2 separate regions of the Zea mays genome follow, and region 1 is linked to region 2. The links are chromatin contacts, called in public Hi-C maps. All regions are on one chromosome and are shown on one strand. Each heading gives the region's core, a stretch centred on a gene start, on an enhancer-like site or on the middle of the called end of the contact. The rest is flanking DNA. Distances are from core to core; before and after follow the strand shown. Region 1 holds the start of LOC100281036 (bifunctional 3-phosphoadenosine 5-phosphosulfate synthetase 2). Region 2 holds the start of LOC100502466 (C2H2-like zinc finger protein).

Evidence for each region. Hi-C and Micro-C count contacts between places; a contact is called where the count stands out from the background.
Region 1: a contact with region 2 is called in a Hi-C map of ear, with 3 times the contacts expected there. The contact joins the promoter of LOC100281036 here to the promoter of LOC100502466 in region 2. A contact is called at or near these places in 4 of 25 Hi-C or Micro-C datasets (bundle sheath, ear, endosperm and 1 more).

What each region holds. Positions count from the first base shown.
Region 1 is chr2:115,954,834-115,959,580 of Zm-B73-REFERENCE-NAM-5.0, forward strand. It overlaps LOC100281036 (bifunctional 3-phosphoadenosine 5-phosphosulfate synthetase 2), which reads left to right and starts at 3,456. Exons shown (of 5, transcript NM_001153955.2): 1 at 3,456-4,125. The coding sequence starts at 3,578. LOC100285276 reads left to right here. Exons shown (of 13, transcript NM_001158169.2): 7 at 259-311; 8 at 414-464; 9 at 542-590; 10 at 671-736; 11 at 826-920; 12 at 1,015-1,219; 13 at 1,295-1,861. The coding sequence ends at 1,360.
Region 2 is chr2:115,228,029-115,232,867 of Zm-B73-REFERENCE-NAM-5.0, forward strand. LOC100502466 (C2H2-like zinc finger protein) reads right to left here and starts at 1,730. Exons shown (of 3, transcript NM_001196944.1): 1 at 982-1,730; 2 at 803-906; 3 at 1-705. The coding sequence starts at 1,553. The coding sequence ends at 2. LOC100273179 reads right to left here. Exons shown (of 5, transcript NM_001147624.1): 3 at 3,675-4,211; 4 at 3,469-3,575; 5 at 2,957-3,351. The coding sequence starts at 3,830. The coding sequence ends at 3,000.

The DNA.
Region 1 (4,747 bases), core at 2,206-4,705, 730 kb after region 2:
AGAGTGACAGTGTATCAAATAACTGAAACAATGAAGAGGAATTAATCCCAAATCACCCAATACTCTAGTTTCCCTCCAGGCCGACTTCGCTCGGCTATCTCCCTAGCAATGGTTATCATCTAATTCAAATGAATATGGTTCATAAAAGCATGATGCTACATTTGAAGAACGACATATTTGCCTGCAGTTTTCTGTAGAGTGTATACTTCCATCTAATGATATGGTTATAACAACTTGATGTGTTTTGGTTATCTGCAGGAAGAACTTGAATCTCTTTATGATGAAGAGTTAAGGTTGGATGACGAAATAAGGTAAGTTCTTTCCATGAAAGTAACAAGGAAATGAGAGATGCCTCTTGCTCCCTTCTTTTTTCCCTCCTCCATACCTTTTGATTAGCAATTGCTGGTGTGCAGGGAAGCAAAAGAAAAACTACAAGCTCTCGCCCTAGATGGGGATAAAAGAAAGTAAAATTCTAATCTCTTGTATCTGCAATAGTTTTATGGATGTATAGTGAGCTGAGTCCTTCGATCTGTCTGATTAGGTCGTTATATCTTTTGAAGGAAGATATAAATAAGATTCCTCACTTTCAGGTTAGAACTTGCCAGAACAATTGTTTATTTCTTTCTTGCAAACTATGTAATTATGTTAATAAGATTCCCATTTACTGCAGAGATCCACTATGATCGCTATAAATGCTCCTCGTGGAACTTGTGTTGAAGTTCCAGACCCTAATGCGGTACACGATCCTGATATATCATTAGCTACATAGTAGTAGACCTGTAGATGAAAGGTCTGTGTGGTTGTAACACATTATTTTGTTACCAGGATCAGTACATGTATGGGAATCTGGGTTTGCAGGAGAAGCACTACAAAATTGTCCTGAGAAGTTCAATGGGTCCTGTTGATTGCTATTTGATAAGGTAAGCTATGACGAAATTTTTTAATTGTAGAATTCTGTCCTATGTTCTGTGTCTTGAAAATGCTAATTTGTAGCCAATTTTTATGATCCCCCAGCGGTGACCATGAGGATATATTTAACCAGGGCCAGCTGGTGGCAGCAGACAGATTAAAACCTGCAGTTGCTACTGATAGTTCTCAAGATTTGCAGCAGATGGATTGTGATCCTAATCAGGCAAGTAATGGTGGCTGCATGCATGCAGCAGAACCATCCAGAAAGCAAGAAATTGGCATTTTGAGAATCGTTCCATCAGATGCCGACGTAAGGAAATCCTACTCCACATCAGACATCATGGCAGTCTTGGTAACATGATGCTTACGGTTCTTGCTTTTGCAGGCTGATGCTGATTACTGGCTTGCTTCTGGCGTTGACGTTAGTATGACAGATGCTTGGGGCACGTAGTGGATGGATCCTCGGAGTTAGGGCTCTTAACCTGCCCCTTAGACAGACAAAATAGAATGAGTCTGCAGTGCACAATTGCATTGGGGCTGGATCAGTAGGATACCTTTAGTCTCCATGCTCTAGGCCCGTTAACTAACAAATCAGAGGGTACATGGTAGGCAGTAGATCTTGTACATTGGCGGCATGATTGTAGTTGTTACTCTGTTTCATCGACAGTTAAGATAGAATCAGCAAGTGCGGTAGGTCTCAGCTTAAACCTACCATTGGACTTAGCCTTTGTTTTGAACGGATTTGTGCGTATAGCAAGTTAGAGGGCAGCACAGTCCGAAGGCCATCAGTGTATGTTCTGGTCTTCGTTTGTTTGAAGAGCAGTAATATTGTACATCCTGACTATCACCGGTCAATCACCAATAGCAGATCTATAGAGGTTATGCAATTCTTTTAACGTGATTTATTGTCTCGTTTCTGAATGCATTGGATGTACAGTCCGGTTTGCTACATGCTACACTTGTCATTAGATGATGTTTTTCTTTCTTTCTTTCTTTCTGTTTCTACTATGGATCCAAACTTCGCTCATGTTTCTATTTGTCTTTGGTTCATTTCATCTCAAGATGTGCTATATTGGAGCTACTGTGAGGCTCGAGCTTTCTGGCAGGTTTGGCTTGAGGATGAACTGTGGTAAACAAAGGTAGGTCTGGCTGCCAACATGGTCAGGTCGCTTAACCTAAGCTGGCCAGGTGAATCTGTGGATTGCCAACGCAGTACCAGTTGTAGCGCCGATCAATACAACAGATCGCCGGATTTTGGCTGAAAAATGTGTAAATCAGGAACTTTTGGAATACAAGCGTCAACCAAAGAGCCTGGTCTTCAGTAAAATCACTCATGTACTGTACTGTACGTAATGCATGGGTAGGTACGGTCCCCATCGGCACGACGGCACCGGCACCACAATCACGGGGAGAGGACGGCAGGCTCCCATTTCTCTGCAGTCCATGTTTAAGGCTGAAAGCGATGTGTACGTGAAGTGGAGTGGAGAATCTACGCGAGCCGCTCGACCGCGCTGGTAGCAGAGAAAAAGACGGGCGCCTTTTCCTTTACGCCGCACCGGATCTGTGGTCTGTGGACGTGAGCGTAGCGGGGCTCACGGCCATGCAACGGGAATCTGCTTTTTTTCCCCCCGCAGCGTGGGGTGGTGCGACATCCAACAACGTCGACGGGAGCCGCTGCTGCGGTTTTATGCTGATTCCAAGGACCATTTCTCTCTCTCCTTTCTCAAACACACACACACACACGTTGAAATCAACGCTTCTTTTTTGTTTTCGGACATGTGTCAATGTCGCTATGTATAAGCAGCACTATCCATATTTGTTTCTTCCTAATTCCTAACTACGCCCTTCGCCCTGGAAATGACAGCGTAGTGTTAGGTACTTGGATAAAACAATTTAAAACTTGACCAAAATTATATTAATGATACACTATTACTTATCATACTAAATAAACAATACTCCCTCCATTCCCATTTCTAATTTGTTTGACTTTTTTACATAAAGTTTAACTGCTCATCTTATTTAAACATTTTGATAGTTATTACTAATTTTCACTGCGATATCATTTAACATACAATATACTTTATGTATGTCCTTGACCTTTTATTAATTTTTCGTAATTTTTTTGAATAAAATAAGTCAGTCAAATTTAATAAAAAAGCAAACAAGCTATATATTAGGTCCGATGGAGTATTTAAAATCATGTATGTTTATACTATTTATTTTTTTTACTAAATTTAGTCGAACATAAGGTAGTTTGACTTTAGCTAGACTGAGGATCTATTGCGTTTCTTTTCTAAAAAACTTCACCACGACCACTTCCATGTAGGAAGTGCAAAAATGTCAATGCATCCATCGATACCATGTTACTTTTCTTTTGTAAACAATAATTTATATGCTTTACTACTGCCGCTAGCACTTTGCAATCGTCCAGTCATTTTCAATGATTTTTCCCAAAAATTTGGTCAAAGAAGAGTAAACCCATACTACTGCCACCCTCCTATATAATACTCCATGTGGATTGTGGATAGCAGAAACACTCGTGGAAAGCATTAGACAAATCAGCACCTGGGCTTGTCATCAACCGCCGCGCCGCGCCGCGCCGACTAGTCGGTGGCCGTAGCGCACCTGTACCGCCCGCACCGCGCGGTCGAACACCTCGCGCGCATCCATGGCCACCACCCACCTCCTCACTCCACCCCGCGTCCACCACCCTTCCCCCTCCGCTTCCTCCTCTGTGGCTCGCGTCCGCGCCACCGCCTCGCTCGCGCACCCGCTCCACCTCTGCCGCCTCCGCCTCGCCGCCCCGCGCTCGCGCTCCCCCTCCCCACGGCACGGGCGGCGCGCCATGTCGGTCCGCAGCTCCCTCATCGACCCGGACGGCGGCGCGCTCGTCGAGCTCGTCGCCCCGCCCGACCGCCTCCCGGCGCTGCGCGCGGAGGCGGAGGCGCTCCCGCGGGTGCGCCTCGCCCCCGTCGACCTCCAGTGGGCGCACGTGCTCGCCGAGGGGTGGGCCAGCCCGCTCCGCGGGTTCATGCGCGAGCACGAGTACCTGCAGAGCCTCCACTTCAACTGCGTTCGCCTCCCCGACGGGGGCCTCGTCAACATGTCGCTCCCCATCGTGCTCGCCATCGGGGACGCCGACAAGGAGCAGATCGGGGGTAAGCCGGACGTCGCGTTACAAGGGCCCGACGGCGGTGTCGTCGCCATCCTGCGCAGGTACGTACGTCCTGATCCTCCTCCGTTTCTTATTCCTACCAAAAAACATGCATTCTTAGTCTTATGTGTTTTGCGTGCTAAATCGCTTCTTCCGTTTCGGCATTCGTGGTTCGAGCAAACACAAAAGGCACAGCATTCTTGTACTGTATTAACTGCGACTTTGGTTAGAATTTATGTGGGGGTAAATTGTTTCGTTAATGATATTTAATTGAAATTCCTCTGGATCTCATGGCATTATGCCTGCCGGGTATCTGTGGTTTTAGTTTTGTATATCCACGTATGTTTGAGTAATGTAGCAAGCATCTGATAAATGAATTATGCTGCACTTGGGCAACTTTTGCTTTTGACAATTTAATTGAGGTAAATTCCATGGAAGCATCTTAGGTCTGCTGCTTGTTCTTTATAGTCCACACTTTGGATGGTTTGGGGGGCCATAACAGCACTACCAAATTCAATGGATGGGATTTTTTTGGATAAAAGTTATTGTCCTCCGACAGCGCTATCCCTTTTCCCATCATGTCACCCTCAATTTTATTGCATAAGGATTCCCTTGGCAGGCGTATTTGACCATATGATTAGTAAGCAACTTGGTCCTAATATCTCTGTGAGTGGTTATCAGGTT
Region 2 (4,839 bases), core at 480-2,979:
CTCAAGCATCAAGGACGCGGTAGATGACGACGAAGCAGGGCAGGATGGCCCTGGGGTTGGCCACGAAGAGCTCCTCGAGGTTCCCGTACATGCTGCTGCTGACGGCGTCCTCGACGGCCACCGAGTCGAACGGGCCTTCCTGATCCTCATCGGCAGCGTTCGACGTGGCACCGCCGCCGCCGCCGCGACGGACCCGGCCGGCGATGACGCGGCACACCAGCATGGCGCGGCAGGCAGCAGCGTCGTTCGCCGGCTGCTGGGTCTGCTGCACCGACGATGGAGAAGCCGAGCAGCCGCAGTCGTGCGCGCGAGCGCTGCTGGCCGTGGTGCGCACCCCGAGCGGGTGCGCGCCCGCCCACGGCGCGAAGCCGTGCCGGATGGCCGTGCACACGCCGCAGGGCGACGAAGCACCGCCGGCGCAGCAGAGGGCGGTCGCGCCGCCGAGGCCGAGCGCGCACGCGAGCGGCGCGGAGTGGAACCTGAGCAGCTCGTTGCCGTCGGCCGCTACCCGGGCGGCGGCGCGGCAGCGGGAGCGGGAGCGGACGGCGTCGCGGTAGGCCTCGAAGCGGGCGACGGTGCGCGGGGCGTTGTGGACCTTGAGGATGCGGTCGATGTGGCAGATGGGGCGGCCCCGCTTCTGCCAGCTCGAGTTGAAGATGATATCCACGATGTTGCGCCCGGAGTCCTCCGGACCCAGCTCAGACACTGCGAATTATGAATTCAAGTCTATCTTCTGTTAGCCATTGTCATGTGGAGCCTCGTTTTATCAATCTTTCATGTGACTAGGGAGCGTATACTATACCTGCGTGGCGAATGGCCTGGTGGTGCTCCAAGCTGTCGGCCATGGTGAACACCTCGCCGCACTGCGGGCACGCGCACAGCTCCCTCGGCCTCGGGTACCGCCGCCTGGTGATCGTTAATCGTGCATTAATCATGGTTATTTGCTTTAAAAAAAGGTTGATGGGTCGGAATCGTACGGACCTCGACATGGGCTCCACGTCGATGGCGCGGCACTCGTAGCAGCCGGAGAGGCCCCGCAGGGAGGAGTGGTGGCTGCTGCTGCCGGCGCCAGAGGCAGCGGAGGAGGACGGGGCGCGGCGGCGGTTCAGCGGTGCCGTGTCGCGGTCGCCCGACGCGGAGGAGAGCACGACGTCGCGCATGGCGCAGAGCGACGCGCCGCGGAGCCGCGCCAGCGCCGACGGGTCGTGCACGCGCGCCGCCGCCGTCGCGGTCCGGCAGCTCAGCAGGCTCTTCACCTGCTCCCAGGACGAGGACGCCGCCGCGGCCCTGTTCTTCGTCGGCTGGCCTCGGCGCTGCTGGTACTGGTACTGGGCGTGGTTGTTCTTGCCCGCCGCACGGACCTTGGGGCTTGGTGCGCCTGGCGGTGGCGGGGTTCTCGGTGCCAACGGGAGCGACGGCTGTGGTGATGGCGGCGGCGGCGGCTTCTTCTTGCGCTTGCTGCCGTGGTGGTGGTCATGCCGCCGGCTGTGGGTGCGGTGGTCGCCGGCGGTGGGCGTAGAGACTGAGGGGAGCAGAAGGGTGGCGAGAGGCATACCTGAATTCTTCGATTGTTTGTGACTAGCTAGTGTTTGTTTGGCCTTTGCACTCTCACTACTAGTTTCCTAGCTCCTTTTATGTTCCATTCTACATAAAAGGAATTAACAAATCTCTTTTTTTAGTACATGAACATTTGGAAATGATTTGTCTGATGTTGCATCATCACAAATACGTCTATGGAACTGCAAGAAGACAGAGGAGAGGAGGGGGACTACGTGGTAGGGTTAGGGTATGCGGCATGGCATCTTCAACCTAACATTGTGCAACACAGGACCATACATCCATCAGATGAGACCAGTCTGCTAAACTCTTGCAAAAACGTACTTGTCAGCAGCAATACCAATCATCGAATTTGGATTGGAGTAGCATGATCGGTTCTGACATGACATGCTTGCATTGCACGCACTGACCTGCTGCTGCGTGCAAATGGCTAGCTGTCGAGGCTGCCAGATGCAGGCCATTTCACATGTATGCGAGTTCAACTCTCTTCTGTCTTCTGAGAACAAGCATGGTTTACCTACCTGTAAATGCATCGCTTCTCATGGACCACAGACCCACCAGGCCAACTGCTCCCCCCTTATGGGCTGCATGGTCCATCCATCCATTTTCGATTTGGTTGCCTTCGACCTTTTGCTTGAAAAGATGACTTTTTTTTTTTGCAACAGCCGGCAGCCTTATTGAAAGTGCAAGTTTATGCAACTCAACTCAAACATAAGCATAATCACATGATTTTTGTTCAAAAAATAAAGAAACTTTAAACTGAAGCAGTGACATCCTCTCCACGGACGAGAAGGGCAACCAACAAAAAAAGTGTCCAAAATTAAGCCTCCAACTTTGACAGACAAAATGTGACACCACTGTAGCATCCAATACAAAGGTTTTTTTTAACATTAAAAGCCAACAACGATAATACAGCCTACAATACAAAGGTGTGTCCCAAACTGAAGGGTATTGCCTGCCTACAAGGGCGAATGGTTAATAAACAGCTTCCAAAATCCAGCAACAACAGTACAGATTTCCTTATACAGTGTACCCTCAAAAGTTCATACAATTCTCGGTGCTGTTATCAAGTCCCCAGACCAATGCACGACAGAAGAAGCAACTGCCAGTCTGCCACCCTCTGGCAAAGGTCACGAGTCCTCATCACTCTCGTTGCCAAAGACCGAAGAAACTTTCGTGGCAACCTTTGGCTTCTTGCTGGCACTACCAACTAGAACCTGTACTTGCAATGAAAATGTGGTCAACTTAGCAGTTATAATAGACATAGGCGTTGCAGTAAAAGAAAACGAAAGGTTCAATAAATTCTGAAATGACACAACAGTCTTATGAGTTTAATCAAAGAAAAAAAATAAGACACTAGATGCGTGTGATGTGTAGATCTACTATACTCCTGCTCTCTATATTTTGAACAAACAATATTACAGGTTAAAACTGCAGTAACACTAAATATTGGAGGTTCTAGGGAAAGAAATATGTAGTCTAATTCGACAAGAACTTGCAGCAGTGGCTTGTGGCCACAAAAATTCAACAGCACTGCAAGATTTGCCAATCAACAACGAACATCTCAACAATTTATAGGTCATGGAACCAACATTTCGAGCAAAGTCCTGAAATGCAAACAAATTGAATGGTATCCTCGAGATATCCACCTTGGAAGGAGCCATTTTAGAGAATCCGAACTTCAAGGTTTGCCTCTGATCCTGGTTGCTAGAGGCTGCCATGTTTTTGGGTGCCGCATCCTCCGTCTCTGACTTTTCTTGCTTATCCTTCTGCTGCTTCCTATGAGCATCCGCACTGAAGCTTCATTAAGGAAATCCAAGCTGCACATACAACCTACAATTCCTAATGAATATCTTAAGAAATAACATAGAATAGTCTTGTGGAATCCTTGAATTAAGTATGGATGGATACAGTTGAGCAATTTTTGCCAGCTCCTTCTCTTCTCGTTGTTGTTCACGTTTCTGTCTGTCATCTCGACTACCACTGCTGCTCTGCATTTCTCTCATTTCCTTAAACCTCTGCGACGAAGGTATTCAGAACCATGCAGATGAACATATATTAGAAAAATACAAATACAATTCATTAGGGAAATCAAAAGGGTACACAAAACAGATTACCTTCCTATGATTGTGGTCATATGAGCTCAAGTGACTCTCAAATTCATGAGCCAGCTTGTACTGCTTATTGCAGAGGTTGCAAAAGAACACCTTCTGTATCTCCTTGACTTCACTGCGGATTTTGTGCTCACGCTCTGCTATGACCTGGATTGTCATGATTTGCACCAAGCAGGGAAAAGAAACCACCAAATAAAAAGCGCACAAAATGCTGAAGACTCTTTAATGGTTGATGCTAGCTATCCTCACATCACGAAAGTACAGCTACTTCTAGGCTATAGAGGTCTTACAACTATTATATCTAGGTTCCAGCATGTCAAGCATCAGCCCAGGGAAAAAACTGCATGAATGTAGAGAAACTAGCACCAGGTGTTAGATTGCATACCTCCCGTTTCTTTATATGTTCCTCAGTCTCCTCAAGTTCAATATTCAATTTCTTTCGTTGCACATTCTCTTCAGATGTGAAGAAGTCATCTTCCTCTTGCTTCCCAACACCTAATTTTGCATCTCTCATGTCAGCTCTTATTGGCTCTAGTATACCTGCATAACAATTAAGAAAGGTACCCTCAGCAGGTGTAGAAGCATCATCACATTTAGTTAGCTGCGTAATAAGAGGTGAATATTTGGTGATCAACTCTGCTCCAGGTGTAGAAAGTGACATATCTCAAATAGAATTTCTATGCATAAGCCTTTTAAGTTTACATAAAAGTGAAGCGGAACATTGTTAAAGCAAAACATATATTAGCACTTACTCCCTCCATCCCTAAATAAATCAATTTCTAAAGTTGTCTTAAGTCAAACATTTTTAAATTTCCACTTAGAAAAGGTCAAGCAGATACTGTCGGTATTCAAGGTTATTAAAACGATAAAACGTTGGAACGCTCAACAACAACAACAACAACAACAACAACAAAGCCTTTTGTCCCAAGCACGTTGGGGTAGGCTAGAGATGAAACCCCGTATGAAAACCTCAGAGCTCAACCCCCAAAGAAAACAGGGGAAACAAAGGCAAAGGAGAACCGAAAACGACGAAACGGGGGAACACATAAAAGAGATAAAACCCACAAGAACCAGCAAGGTCTAAATGGGCACAAGAAAAGGTCAAACGATTAAGGAGGAAAAGCGGAACTATAAATCAAGGTTCTGGCACGTGAATTGCACACTTCCA